Linked DNA regions of Pan troglodytes: region 2 is linked to region 1. The links are chromatin contacts, called in public Hi-C maps. All regions are on one chromosome and are shown on one strand. Each heading gives the region's core, a stretch centred on a gene start, on an enhancer-like site or on the middle of the called end of the contact. The rest is flanking DNA. Distances are from core to core; before and after follow the strand shown.

Region 1 (6,088 bases), core at 1,473-3,972:
TAAAGAAAATGTGGTGTGTGTAATTGATGGAACACGACTCAGCCATGAAAAGGGGAGAAGAACTGACACACGCCATCACACGGATGAGCTTCTCAGAACAGTATGCTGAGTGGAAGAAGCCAGGCATGAAAGAATGCATCATGTCTGAGTCCATTCATATGAAATGTCCTCAACAGGCAGATCCAGAGGGGCCAGAAAGTGGATTCGTGGTTGACTGGAGTTGAGGACCTTTGGCGGGGAAATGAGAGTGACAACTGATGGATATGAGGTTTCTTTTCAGGGTGATGAAAATATTTTGATACTGGAGACAGGCCATGGTTACACAGCATTGTGTATATGCAAAAAGCCATTGAATTGTACACTTCAAATGGGTGCACTGTACGGTAGGTAAGTTATACCCTAAAAAAAGCTGTTACTTGTTTTAAATGACAGGGCTGTTAAATACACACACACACAGAGGTCAAGTGGTCTGAAAGACAGGGTATCTTCCTAGATACCCAGGAGGAGAGAGATGGAAGGGTTGGCTTCTTGCCCTGACTTTGCCATTTACTAGCTGTGTGATTTTTCATAAGTTCTTTAACTTCTCTGGGCTTTAGATAGCTCATCTGGAAAATGAGAGGCTGGAACTAAATAAATCCTCCCATATAAGAGTTCTATGCTCTAGATTTAAAGTGGAGCTGTATCTGCTCATATGGAAATATGAGCATAATTACGAAAACAGTACATATTGTACCTATTTAAGATCTTTAACAATATATAAATTGTGGCTGTCTTATATGATGGGTGATTCGGGTTTTGCTTTTATCCTTGTATGCTTCCTAATTCTTTCATAGCAAGCATATTTTATGTTATACTTGGAAAAGCCTTATAAAAACCAAAAAACAGTGTTGTATTGCATAGGTTAAAATGTGATAGCTTGATAGAAATACAAGCCTGTTAAATCTATAAATACAGATGCAAGACATTTGTAATTCCCCTGTGATATGTGGAGATATTTGAAATCCCTCCGTGTATTTAAAATTGGGATTCTTTTTTTTTTTTTTTTTTTTTGGATGGAGTCTCACTCTGTTGCCCAGACTGGAGTGCAGTGGCACAATCTCAGCTCACTGCAACCTCCACCTCCCTGGTTCAAGGGATTCTCCTGCCTCAGCCTTCCAAGTAGTTGGGGCTATAGGCGCCCGACACCACTCCCGGCTAATTTTTCTATTATTTAGTAGAGACGGGGTTTCACCATATTGGCCAGGCTGGTCTTGAACTCCTGACCTCATGATCCGCCCGCCTCGGCCTCCCAAAGTGCTGGGATTACAGGTGTGAGCCACCGCAACCGGCCAAAATTGGGATTCTTCTATACGAATGAAGTTCTTTGTTTAAACGTGTTCTTTGTTTTCAAATTGAATGTGGTCCTTGGCACATAGTTTTGATTTGTATCATGTATGTGCAGGTGCTGAGTTAACTCACATAGACACCAAGGTAGCGAGGGGGCCTCTGGTGCCTCTTTCCCAATAAAAGGGAAATGGAAAAATACTGAATCTCGCAATTTCATATGCGAAACTCCGTTACTTACAATGAGTCTGGACTGAGAACAAGACGAAAGCTATGGTGAGTAAGTTATACCATGCAATCAGTAATTTTTCCATGAAGGAGGTAATAAAACGGTGAAGACCTTCTTTTTATTTTAGGATTCCAAACTAGGAAAGTAAGATTTACAAGACCACTTCGATTAAATTTAAAAAAAAAAAAAAAAAAGCCTTTCTTTAACTGAAGTATTTTTAGTGAACATATTTGAAGTGGCATTTTATCTCTATGAGCACGAAACAAAGGCCATGTATGTTAAAAAGTGAATACAAACATAATGGAAGATCTTACGTATGAGGGTGGGTTTTGGGGGACCTCAAAAATCCATCCCCATGCGTCCCTCCAGGTGTTTGCTTGTTATGTCTGGAAAGGGGTCTGGAGGTCATGGTGGACCTTAGAACTCCCTCAGCAAATGTGGCTGCGACTGGCTTTTACTCTGGGAGACAAACTGCCCCTTGCAGTGTGAAGGGACCCACGATAAACACTCGTCCCTTTGCCTGTTACCCTGCGCAATTAGAGGCAAGCAACAGGACTCTAAGGATGTTGGTTATTTCTGCAGCTCGAACACATAGAGATGGAATTGGAGATGCATATGTTGTGTTAGGAGCACTCCCTTTTTTTTTTTTTTTTTTTTTTGCCTGGCTTCTTTATTGTCTTTGTTATTTAAATATCCTGTTGTGTACGTATAAAGACAGGAAGTGAGTTATACAAAACCTTACAACAACAACAACAGTATTGAGTGTCAGACAAGCAGATGTGCCTGGTGTTTGGGGAGTTGATATATATTTAGTTTTTGAAAATGTTCAATAGTACCACATTTTCTCTGGGAAAAACATTCTCAGTATTTCCAAAGAAGCATGGCAGCGCCGCATAAATATTCTCCGGTTAATCACGGGCGCTTGGGCCTGGAACAGCAGACTTTAATTATTGAGCTTTTTGCTTTGCTTTATTTGTGTTTCTTTCAGAAAACTAAAATCTTGTCTTGCACGGTCAGAGAAAGAGAGGTGGGATCGATGTCCTCTGTCTATTCCCTGGTGCATTGTTCCTGCCTGGGCTCCGCGGGGCTTGATGCTGATCAGAATCTCTGTGCACACAGGAGAGGGATCCTCTTTCAGGTCCACACCGCCGCCGGTTGTGCGGCCGCAACTGCAGCCCGGGGTGGTGTGGGAGAACGTCCGCCAGGGCTCACGCCCCCGACTCGACAGAGAACTGTGGAGAGCAGCTCCTTCCTCTCTCGGGAAAGGGTCGACACCCCCTGTGCCCATCTGAGCTTTTGTTGTTGTTGTTCGCCCATTCACATTTCCTTGGTTGTATTTTGGATTTAAGATTTTAAAAATCCATACATTTTCCTACGTTGGGTAGTAAAAAAGAATTTTGATTTAGAGTAGAAAACACGTTTGTAAAAACCCAAGGACTTAGCTTGTCAACTCTCGTGTTCATAAAATAAACTGGCTAAGATATAGTAAAATGGCGTTTTAGGAGAGATTACAACAATTATTAATTTTATTAACAACATTGAAAATGAGACTCTCCATTTCTAGCGTAGTAAAGCAGCCCTTTTAATGGTGTCAAATGAAACGCTGAACTCTGGGATAGGAAATGGAGAGGAGTTTGAAGAAGAGTGTTGACCGTTCCCATTAGTTTCTGAGCTGGCTCTAAACGCCAGATAAAGAATGAGTCCTTCCTGCGGTGGAAGCCCCTCGGCTCCCTCCCCCTCCTTCTGGTGGACGGGAGCACATAGGTTCCATTTTCTGCCTCTAAAATGATCCGGAGCCTCGTGATGCTTTATCTCTACAACCAACGCCACATAGTAATTGTGAGCCCCTACTTTTACACAATGAATGTAGCTTTAGCTTAAGCAGCGCATTCTCTTTAAAGTTTCTCAGAAGGATCTCAAATCTGACAAAATGTAAAAGGATATAAACTCAGATGTTTGGGGGAAAATTTACTGCATTTTGCTTTTATGTTTTTCACGCTGACAATTTGCATATATTCATTCATTAGTTTGTTAACTTTATTTAAGACCTACACATTTTAAAAGTCATGTTAAAATTAGAGAAAGTGATTCAAATGTACCATTTCACAATAAAATCAAGAACAACCTAATTTCTTGTCACTGTTTCAGCTTCATTTTTCCTTTGCTTTTTTTTGTTAGACTGTAAGAATTGTTATTTTGAAATCAGTGTGCACATTTTTGAGCAAATCTTTCTAAATAGCTATTTGTGTAAAACTTAAACTTTAATAAGCTTCGGTGCAGCATTGTTCGGTGTTTGGATTGCAAGGTGCCCACCCTTTTCAAGTGGCATTAGTGAATCCCAGCTTAAAAAGCTTAATGAACAAGCACATCCCACTCAGGAGGCAGCCTTGTTAGAAACTACAATTTGGTCCAAAGGCAGCCTTTTTATGTATTTGATTTGCTGATTTCTCAGAATTAGGTAAACTATTGCTGGAACTGATTTATGTTAGCATCACTTGAAAACATCATTTGGCCAGCTATGTTTTAAACACCTTAGCTTGATCTCTGTTTCTGGGTTTTTCTCAAACATTGAAAAAACAAATCAATGGTCCTTTGGCCACTTGAAGCCTTATTTTTTATTTCCCTTAAATAACACGAAACTTCAGGCATGCATTGCAGTACCATAATATGTGTGAATGTGTATGTATATATTTATAGATGTTATATTTATAGTTATAGTTGGATTTTAATAACATTCTCTTCCAGTTATGATTCTTCTTTGGTTATCATGTGCTCTAGGATTCCCACCCTTAGTGGTAACGTGATAACAAATGGATTCCTAAAGTAGTATTTAATGGCCTTTGGGTTTGATACAGCAACTGTTCTTATGTTCATTCACAGGCTTTGTCACAAAACACAGTCCAGTTTATTCCTAGCCCTAGGAAATAATAGCTCCTGACATTTGTAGGATTAAAATATAGGATTAATGATCAGCTTTTAATGTGCAAATTAAGTATTCAGTCTGAGAGTATTCAGCCTTCCTGTTACCCATCTTATTTATCCCAAATTTCCTGTTGAAATAAGTGCAGGTAGAGAGTTTCCACCTCAGCCAGCAGGAATCACACTGGTACAAAACTTCTAGACTTTTAGGATAAAATAAAAAAAAGTAAGGAAGAATACTTTGGAAAGTAGCATATTTATATTTCTACTGAAATGCCATCAAGATTTCAGAGCAGTTAACGATTAACTTTAAAAACTGCAAGGCCTGAATCTCAACCTAAAAAATAAAAAAGCTGACAGCTGAGCAGAGCTTCCTCTTCCCTGTTGAGTCCTATCCACTTAAATGGGGAGAAAAGGGAAATTTATGGCTTTCATGTTCTAGTAAGAAAAAATCATTGTCTTATTCTCAGTAAAACTGGGAAAGGTGCTTTTTTTCTGAAAACTACGGCATAGCTGCCTGCCTTCTTTAAAGGCTTAATAACGTTCTTTGTCAGTCTTCACTCATGGCAACCTATTTAGAGGCTACTTATATGCATCAAATTATATGGTTAAAAACCATTGCATATTTTCGTAACTAGAAAAAGCATTTTTAAATACAATGTTTAAAAGACTTTTCTATTGTCTATGCCACAAGGGGGGACATTTAATTTGCAAAGTTATCTGCATGGCAATAACAAGTTTCAGGACTGACATTTCTCCAGCTAAATGAAGTCCTTTTTTTCTTTATAATTTTTTTTTTCATTTTCAAATAACCTCCTTCCTGCCATTTTGGTGGGTTTTAGGTTTTGGGAGTCGACTGATTTATTATAGCATACAAGCTCGATTGGCGAGGCTTTATTTTTCATTGGTATCATGTTTGAAATTATTCTTTGGTCTCAGTAACATAGGTTGACTGGACACATGCATCCCAGAACAGCAGCCCTGAAGGAGGCCTTCAAGAGCCACACACAGAAGTAAGAGCGTGCCTCACACTTGCCACGGGTGCGTCCATGAAAGGCACACTGTCATGCACACTCTCCACTTCAGCAACTCACAGCCCTTCTCCCTCCTTCTTTATATCGTAGTATGCAGAGGCTAACAGGATCTTTATACCATAGTACGCAGAGGCTAACAGGATCTTTATACCGTAGTATGCAGAGGCTAACAGGATCTTCATATCATAGTATGCAGAGGCTAACAGGATCTTTATATCGTAGTATGCAGAGGCTAACAGGATCTTCATATCATAGTATGCAGAGGCTAACAGGATCTTTATATCGTAGTATGCAGAGGCTAACAGGATCTTTATACCATAGTATGCAGAGGCTAACAGGATCTTCGTATCATAGTATGCAGAGGCTAACAGGATCTTTATATCATAGTATGCAGAGGCTAACAGGATCTTCGTATCATAGTATGCAGAGGCTAACAGGATCTTCGTATCATAGTATGCAGAGGCTAACAGGATCTTTATATCATAGTATGCAGAGGCTAACAGGATCTTCATATCATAGTATGCAGAGGCTAACAGGATCTTCGTATCATAGTATGCAGAGGCTAACAGGATCTTTATATCAT
Region 2 (6,088 bases), core at 1,536-4,035, 160 kb after region 1:
CCCAGTGGGTGTGGATCTCAGCGCTGGCTGCCCTTTCTCCCCATTTTCACCTGTTTCGCCATTGCTCTCAATTGCCACCCTGGCTCTAAGAAGCGGGGTCGAGAAAGAGCCACCGAGGAAACTGAAGAGGCCACCAGTCGATTCTGTGCCCAGCTCAGACTGTGGCTGATGCGCAGAGGCACATGGGCTCTTGGAGGGTGGGGATGAGCTGGGCAGCCCCACGGCTCCTCCTGGCAGGGCCCCCGTGCTGCGCGTCTGTGGGCTCTTGGAGGGTGGGGATGAGCTGGGCAGCCCCACGGCTCCTCCTGGCAGGGCCCCCGTGCTGCGCGTCTGTGGGCTCTTGGAGGGTGGGGATGAGCTGGGCAGCCCCATGGCTCCTCCTGGCAGGTCCCCATGCTGCGCGTCTGTGGGTTCCACGGCAGCCAGTTCCAGGCACAGGGCATTCCTGGTGCACTTGTCAGGTGATTGACTCCGTGCAGCGATCTCCACGGGTCCTTTTGAGGATGATGCCGAGAATCTCTGTTTTACTCCTGGGAACACAGCAGCTGCCAAGGTTGGACATCACTCTTCCTAACACCTGGGAGATAGATAAGGAGTGCTTTAAATGAAGCTTCAAATGTTTCTAGTGGTTCAAGAGGGGCCCTGAATGTGTGGATCCTCCAAGCTCCCCTTCTCTCTGCACTTGGCTGTGTTGTCATTCACAGCCCAGCAACTCAACCTTACAGAGGTTAGGAGGGAGAGGAGGCTACACATCTGCGTATTAATTCACAGAAAGCCTTGACCCCATCAGTGCCAAGTCCCAGCATGTTGTTGAACCACTTATATCAAGACAAGGCATTTGTGCTGCATCAACTCAGCAGTGATTGGCAGAGTCCTGTATTCATCATTCCTCCTGGTGTCGTCCTTTTAAAAATAATCTACAGGTGAGCAAATCATGAAAGTGTGCCAAACTGGTAGGCTTTTCTTTTTCTTTTTTATTATTTCTTTATTTATTTATTTATTTTGAGATGGAGTATCGCTCTGTCGCCCAGGCTGGAGTGCAGTGGCACGATCTTGGCTCACTGCAACCTCTGCCTCCCGGGTTCAAGCAATTCTTCTGCCTCAGCCTCCCGAGTAGCTGGGACTACAGGTGCCCACCACCATGCCCAGCCAATTTTTTTCGTGTGTGTGTATTTTTAGTAGAGACGGGATTTCACTGTGCTAGTCAGGATGGTCTCAATATCCTGACCTCGTGATCCGCCTGCCTCGGCCTCCCAAAGTGCTGGGATTACAGGCGTGAGCCACTGCGCCCGGCCAGCTTTTCTTTTTCTATGAGTTTGTGGTTTTCTGCCAGGACATCCCATCAGTTTGGAATAAATGAACACATCCCTTAGCCCTGCATTTACAGACCCCACCCCCATCACTCAAGTCCCCATATCCCCTCTCCAGATCTGTATCCACAAAGCACCATGCTGAGATCGCCTGACTGTGCTGCCTTTGACCTTCCAGGCATCAGCGTTCCCAGGAAGGCAGTGGCTCCAGGCCCCTGTGGGAGAGTTGCAAACGGTGGCGCACCCTTGGTTTTCCAGGGTCAGACCCCCTGTATGAGTCTGAGAGCCCGACAAGCCCAACTATGGCTTTGAAATTCATCATGGGGTCATTTTCTGTATTTAAAATAAAACTGGAGAAAATGAGATTTCAATCCCATTTTGAAAATGTTTGTGCTGAGACAGCAAACAGCAAAATGGAGCTTTCTTGCCAGCAAAGAAGAGCACACCTGCATCACCTTTAAGGAGAAACGGGCACAGCCGTGCCCTTGCTCTCTGGGAGTCCCCATGCAGACTGGTGGAGGCGCTTGGGGCACCTGTCAGAGGGCTGGTGTCCAAGAGCCAGGGGGGTCCCTACCCAGCTCCACTCACCCCCTCCACCCGCAGCAGACAAACTGTGTGAGGCTTGGTTTCTCTGCCTGTGAATGGGGACCACTCCAGGGACACAGTCCTCATCCACACTGCCCGCCGGCACCCAGGCTCAAGGTGCTGGGGAATGTGTGGCCCTTCCTTCCCTCTGCCCCCGCAGGCGTGGCCACCAGTGCTGCACAGGCCTCTCAGCCATCCTGCTGTTGTCCTTTTGCTTTTAGTTTTGGAATCTGGTCCTTGGGGTTGCTGGGTTTTGTTTTGCTTTTGGGATGTCAAGCAAGCATTGGCTATGATCTCCAGAGTTCAGATGGTCCCCTAAGATGGATGCAATCCCTAAAAATAAGGTGATGATCCCTACACATATTTATGACCATTTTAAGGACTCACACGTGGTTCTCTGGGCAGACTCTGTGCTGCACCCTGGCCTGTCAGAAGTGCCTTTTCAGCAGGCGACTATCATCCTGCGTGTCCTGCCCCTCGACCGGTCACCCAGCAATGTTCTGTTGTCAAAAAAAAAAAGACGAAGATTAATCAAAGTGTTGCCTTCTTCCTACTTTTCTTTCTTTCTTTCATTTATTTTTTTTTGAGAGAGGGTGTTGCTCTGCACCCAGGCTGGAGCCTCGAGTGATCTTCCCACCTCAGCCTTCCAGTAGCTGGGACCACAGGCGCACACCGCCGCAGCCGGTTAATTGTATTTTTTTGTAGAGACAGGGTCTTGCTATATTACCAAGGCTGGTCTCAAACGCCTGGCCTCAGGCGATCCTCCTGCCCCAGCCTCCCAAAGTGCTGGGATTCCACGTGTGAGCCACTGCACCCGGCCCTTCCTACTTTTCCACGGCTGGCCCCAGGGGTGAGCATGCTGTTGCTCTGTGTACCTTTAAAGACTGTTTTCCAAAAAGTGGCTGCCATCTCCTGGGAGCCCGTGAAATTGCACGATCTGGAGTCAGCCAAGCCTTTAGTAACCGATTGTTTTGTTTCTTCCTCTTCAAAATGTGCAGGTTATTCCAGGGCCATGTATCAATTTTGTAGGTCAGAGTGACCCAGACCCAATCCTTACAGCACCAAGGCAACAATATCAGGGCCCTGGGTCCCTCCCTTGGCCTACAAATAAGAGTAATAAAGGAATTGACGTCAACAGATCTTTGTCATGATAAGTTATTGTGTTACAGGGATGCAAATTTCACAGCTACAGATCCTGTCAAAGTTGCTTCTAAGCCCAAGCTCTGGGTGTTGCAACTATGGTTTCATTATCCTAAAAAAAAAAAAAAAGGAAATACTTAAAGATACTTTTAAAACTTGGTTTAGGTCAAATGCCTTAAAAAACAGCTTTCCTTTCAGGCCCCAAAGCTTGAGATTCTAAGCTGGAGAGTCAGCAAAGAGTGCCCAGAGACTTGGTTCTCCCGGAACCTCCGCCCCCTCTCCCACCCAGTGAGGGCCATCAGGTGAGAATGATTCATTTCTCACTTGAATAGACCCTTTAAATAAAGATGAGTCATTTTTCTGAGAATAAGTCCTTGACATCAAATTGTACAATCTGTTGCTTTTCTAAACACCTCAGTTTAAGGGAAGCAGAATGACTTCAATATCAGGGTTTGTAACAGGCACACAGAAGGGGCAGGGGGTGGGGCCTGGGGGAGGACTGAAGACCCTTTGGTGAGTTTCAGGGAGGTAAATAATGACTTACCAGAACGACAGCATGGCTGCCTTCCCTGTGAAAAGCCAGTGTTGAAACATGAGTGTTTGTTCATCTGCAGCCTTGGGCTGTGGTGTCTGCAGTGTTTAATAAGTCATTTTTAATTAGCTTCCATCCACTGTGGCGCGTGGCTGGCTGTCTTCGCACAGCTCTCCGGGGCTGTCTCCAGGAGGCCCTATTTTATTGGCCATTGATACCATGTCTGCTCAGAGATACAATCAGAAAATATGATTGGTGTTCCCGCATGACACACAGGAGGAGGCACGGATGGCATTACACAAACGGCCCAACAGGCTGGGCGCAGTGGCTCACGCCTGTAATCCCAGCACTTTGGGAGGCCATGGGGGGCGGAAGACCTGAGCCTGGGCAACATAGCAAAACACCGTCTCTATAAAAAATACAAAAATTAGCCAGGTGTGGGGATGTGTGCCTGTAGTCTCAGCTGCTTGGGAGGCTAAGGTGGGAGGATCACCTGAGCCCGGGAGGTTGAGGCTGCAGTGAGCCAAGATCGTGCCACTGCACTCTAGCCTGGGCAACAGAGCAAGACCCTGTCTCAAAAAAAAGCAGCCCAGCAGGTGACAGGGTGAGCATGGTGGGATTTATCATGAGCAGTACCCTGACCTGTCCGAGGGCACAGCATACCATTATCTAAATGACCAAGGTCCGGAAACTCTTTCGTTCCTGACTTTTCAGTGGTTAGAAGGTGCCAGAGACCAGCTACCTAAGAAGGGAACTGGCCAATTCCCAGGAGGAAAATACTGCCTGCCACTGCACTCAATTGGGGCAGCCATGGCTGAACAAAGCAGGAAGGAGCTGATGGGCGTGAAGAAGGACTGGACTGGAAGTCCCCAGCTGTCCAGCACATTTCTCAGGGAAGACTCACATGGCACAGCCCAATGCTGGTGTTCTTGTCAAGTGAAGAGTGGGAGTGTCCCGCAGCCCCGGGAGAATAATCTACTTGAGTCCCTGTTTAAGGGGCATTACTGAGGGGATTCTGCTCCCTGAGCTCCTAGAGGTCTGAGAGCAAAACCATGCAGTGTTGTGTTTGCATTCACAGAGAGCAGGGAATAGAAATGTCTGTCTGCCTTCCCCTCACCCCAAAACCAGAATGCCATCCTCCCAGTGTGTCTGCTGCACTCATGGCAGCAGGAGGAGCAGAAGCAGCCGGGGGTGCTGCTGAGCCCCAACTCCTCCCCACCTCCCCGCACCCGTCCACCTGCAGCAGGGATGGCATGGAAAACCCGACATTTCATAAAGATTCAGCAAGGTCCTGTCAAAGCCCAGGGGAAGCCATATTCAGGGAGGGGGTCAATGTCTGGGAGGAATACAATTCCCAAAAGAGACTGAGAGTGAAGCCTGTGGGTCGGAGGGTGAATGAGAGAGGCTGGCGTATTTGGGAATCAAAGGTGTCAAGGTTTCTTGAGGCTCCTGTCCCTGTCTGTCTGCTTCCTTTCTCTCCGTTCCACCTCTTAGCCCCTGTGAGCAGAGACAGCTGGGGCCCCAGGCTGGTATGATGAGCAAGGGTATAGTTCCCTTCCCTGGGTGCCTTGTCCATTCATGTGTGTGCACTCCGGAGCTCCTCACCACCCAACCCTCTCTCCTCGTGGTTTTCCCAGTGTGGAGATTAGCCCTCGCCACTGACACGCTGAATAATGCCTTCGTGCCCACCCTCTCCAGGTCGCCTCCTCCTCACGTGAAGCCACTCCCCAAGGGCTCATCTTTGAAAGACTTTTTAAGGTGCACGTGTCATTTTCACATTTGCTCACATTGCACAAAGACCTAGTTGAGGAAACGAAAACTGCTATGATTTATGCTAATGAGATGAATTGCATTCCAAATGTATCTCAACCAGAACACACTTCGCAGTAACACGCATGAAAAGGAAACGTGTTCTATCTAGGAATCCCTGTGTTATTTCACTGATCTGCATGTTGTACCCGAGGGCATCTAGCAATGTGCTAATACCTAATTCAGGAAATCTGGATTGAACATGGGCACCTGTGAAGAAGTGGAAACGGCAGTGGAGCTAAGACATACAGCAAAGAGCCTGTTTTGTTATAAACAGCTAAATCTGGAAGTCAATGTTTTGTATTTCTTGCAGAAGTCATACTTTTATCCTGTCATTATGCAAAAGTGCTGATTCATGTTTAGTGCCACAAAATCTACCTTTAAAGTGGAATATTTTGAAAGGGTATGTTAAAATGACTCTCAAATCTCTTCCAAAAACTAGCTGCTAAGCAGGAGTTCTCAAGGTAGAAGTTGGAATTACCCAACCACCACCCTGATGGGATGCTCTCTGAATGCAGATGGAAACGATGACTTAACTGCAGCTTCGGATGCATCAGACCAAACGCTGGATAAAGCTGCTCATTCACATAAAGCACCACCTGCTGCCGCTACCTGGAATATCCACACTGGATCACTAGAAGCTTGGTGGAAACAGAGGTTGGAAAAAGCAGAAAATAAAACAAAGGGATGGAAGGAGGGTGCTCTGAATTCC

What was found. Hi-C and Micro-C count contacts between places; a contact is called where the count stands out from the background.
Region 2: a contact with region 1 is called in a Hi-C map of stem cell-derived neural progenitor cells, with 2.7 times the contacts expected there. The contact joins two enhancer-like sites. A contact is called at or near these places in 1 of 7 Hi-C or Micro-C datasets (stem cell-derived neural progenitor cells) and 1 of 1 other capture datasets (stem cell-derived neural stem cells).

The regions. Positions count from the first base shown.
Region 1 is chr17:86,574,734-86,580,821 of NHGRI_mPanTro3-v2.0_pri, forward strand. No RefSeq gene overlaps it. Among named protein-coding and RNA genes, the nearest start is that of ZNF516-DT, 23 kb to the left of the region's middle. Within about 2 kb of position 2,723, at least 6 of the 24 cell types and tissues checked have an H3K27ac peak or open chromatin away from gene starts, as enhancers often do. A contact at or near this core is called in stem cell-derived neural progenitor cells, where this site is marked.
Region 2 is chr17:86,734,631-86,740,718 of NHGRI_mPanTro3-v2.0_pri, forward strand. No RefSeq gene overlaps it. Among named protein-coding and RNA genes, the nearest start is that of ZNF236, 140 kb to the right of the region's middle. Within about 2 kb of position 2,786, at least 3 of the 24 cell types and tissues checked have an H3K27ac peak or open chromatin away from gene starts, as enhancers often do. A contact at or near this core is called in stem cell-derived neural progenitor cells, where this site is marked.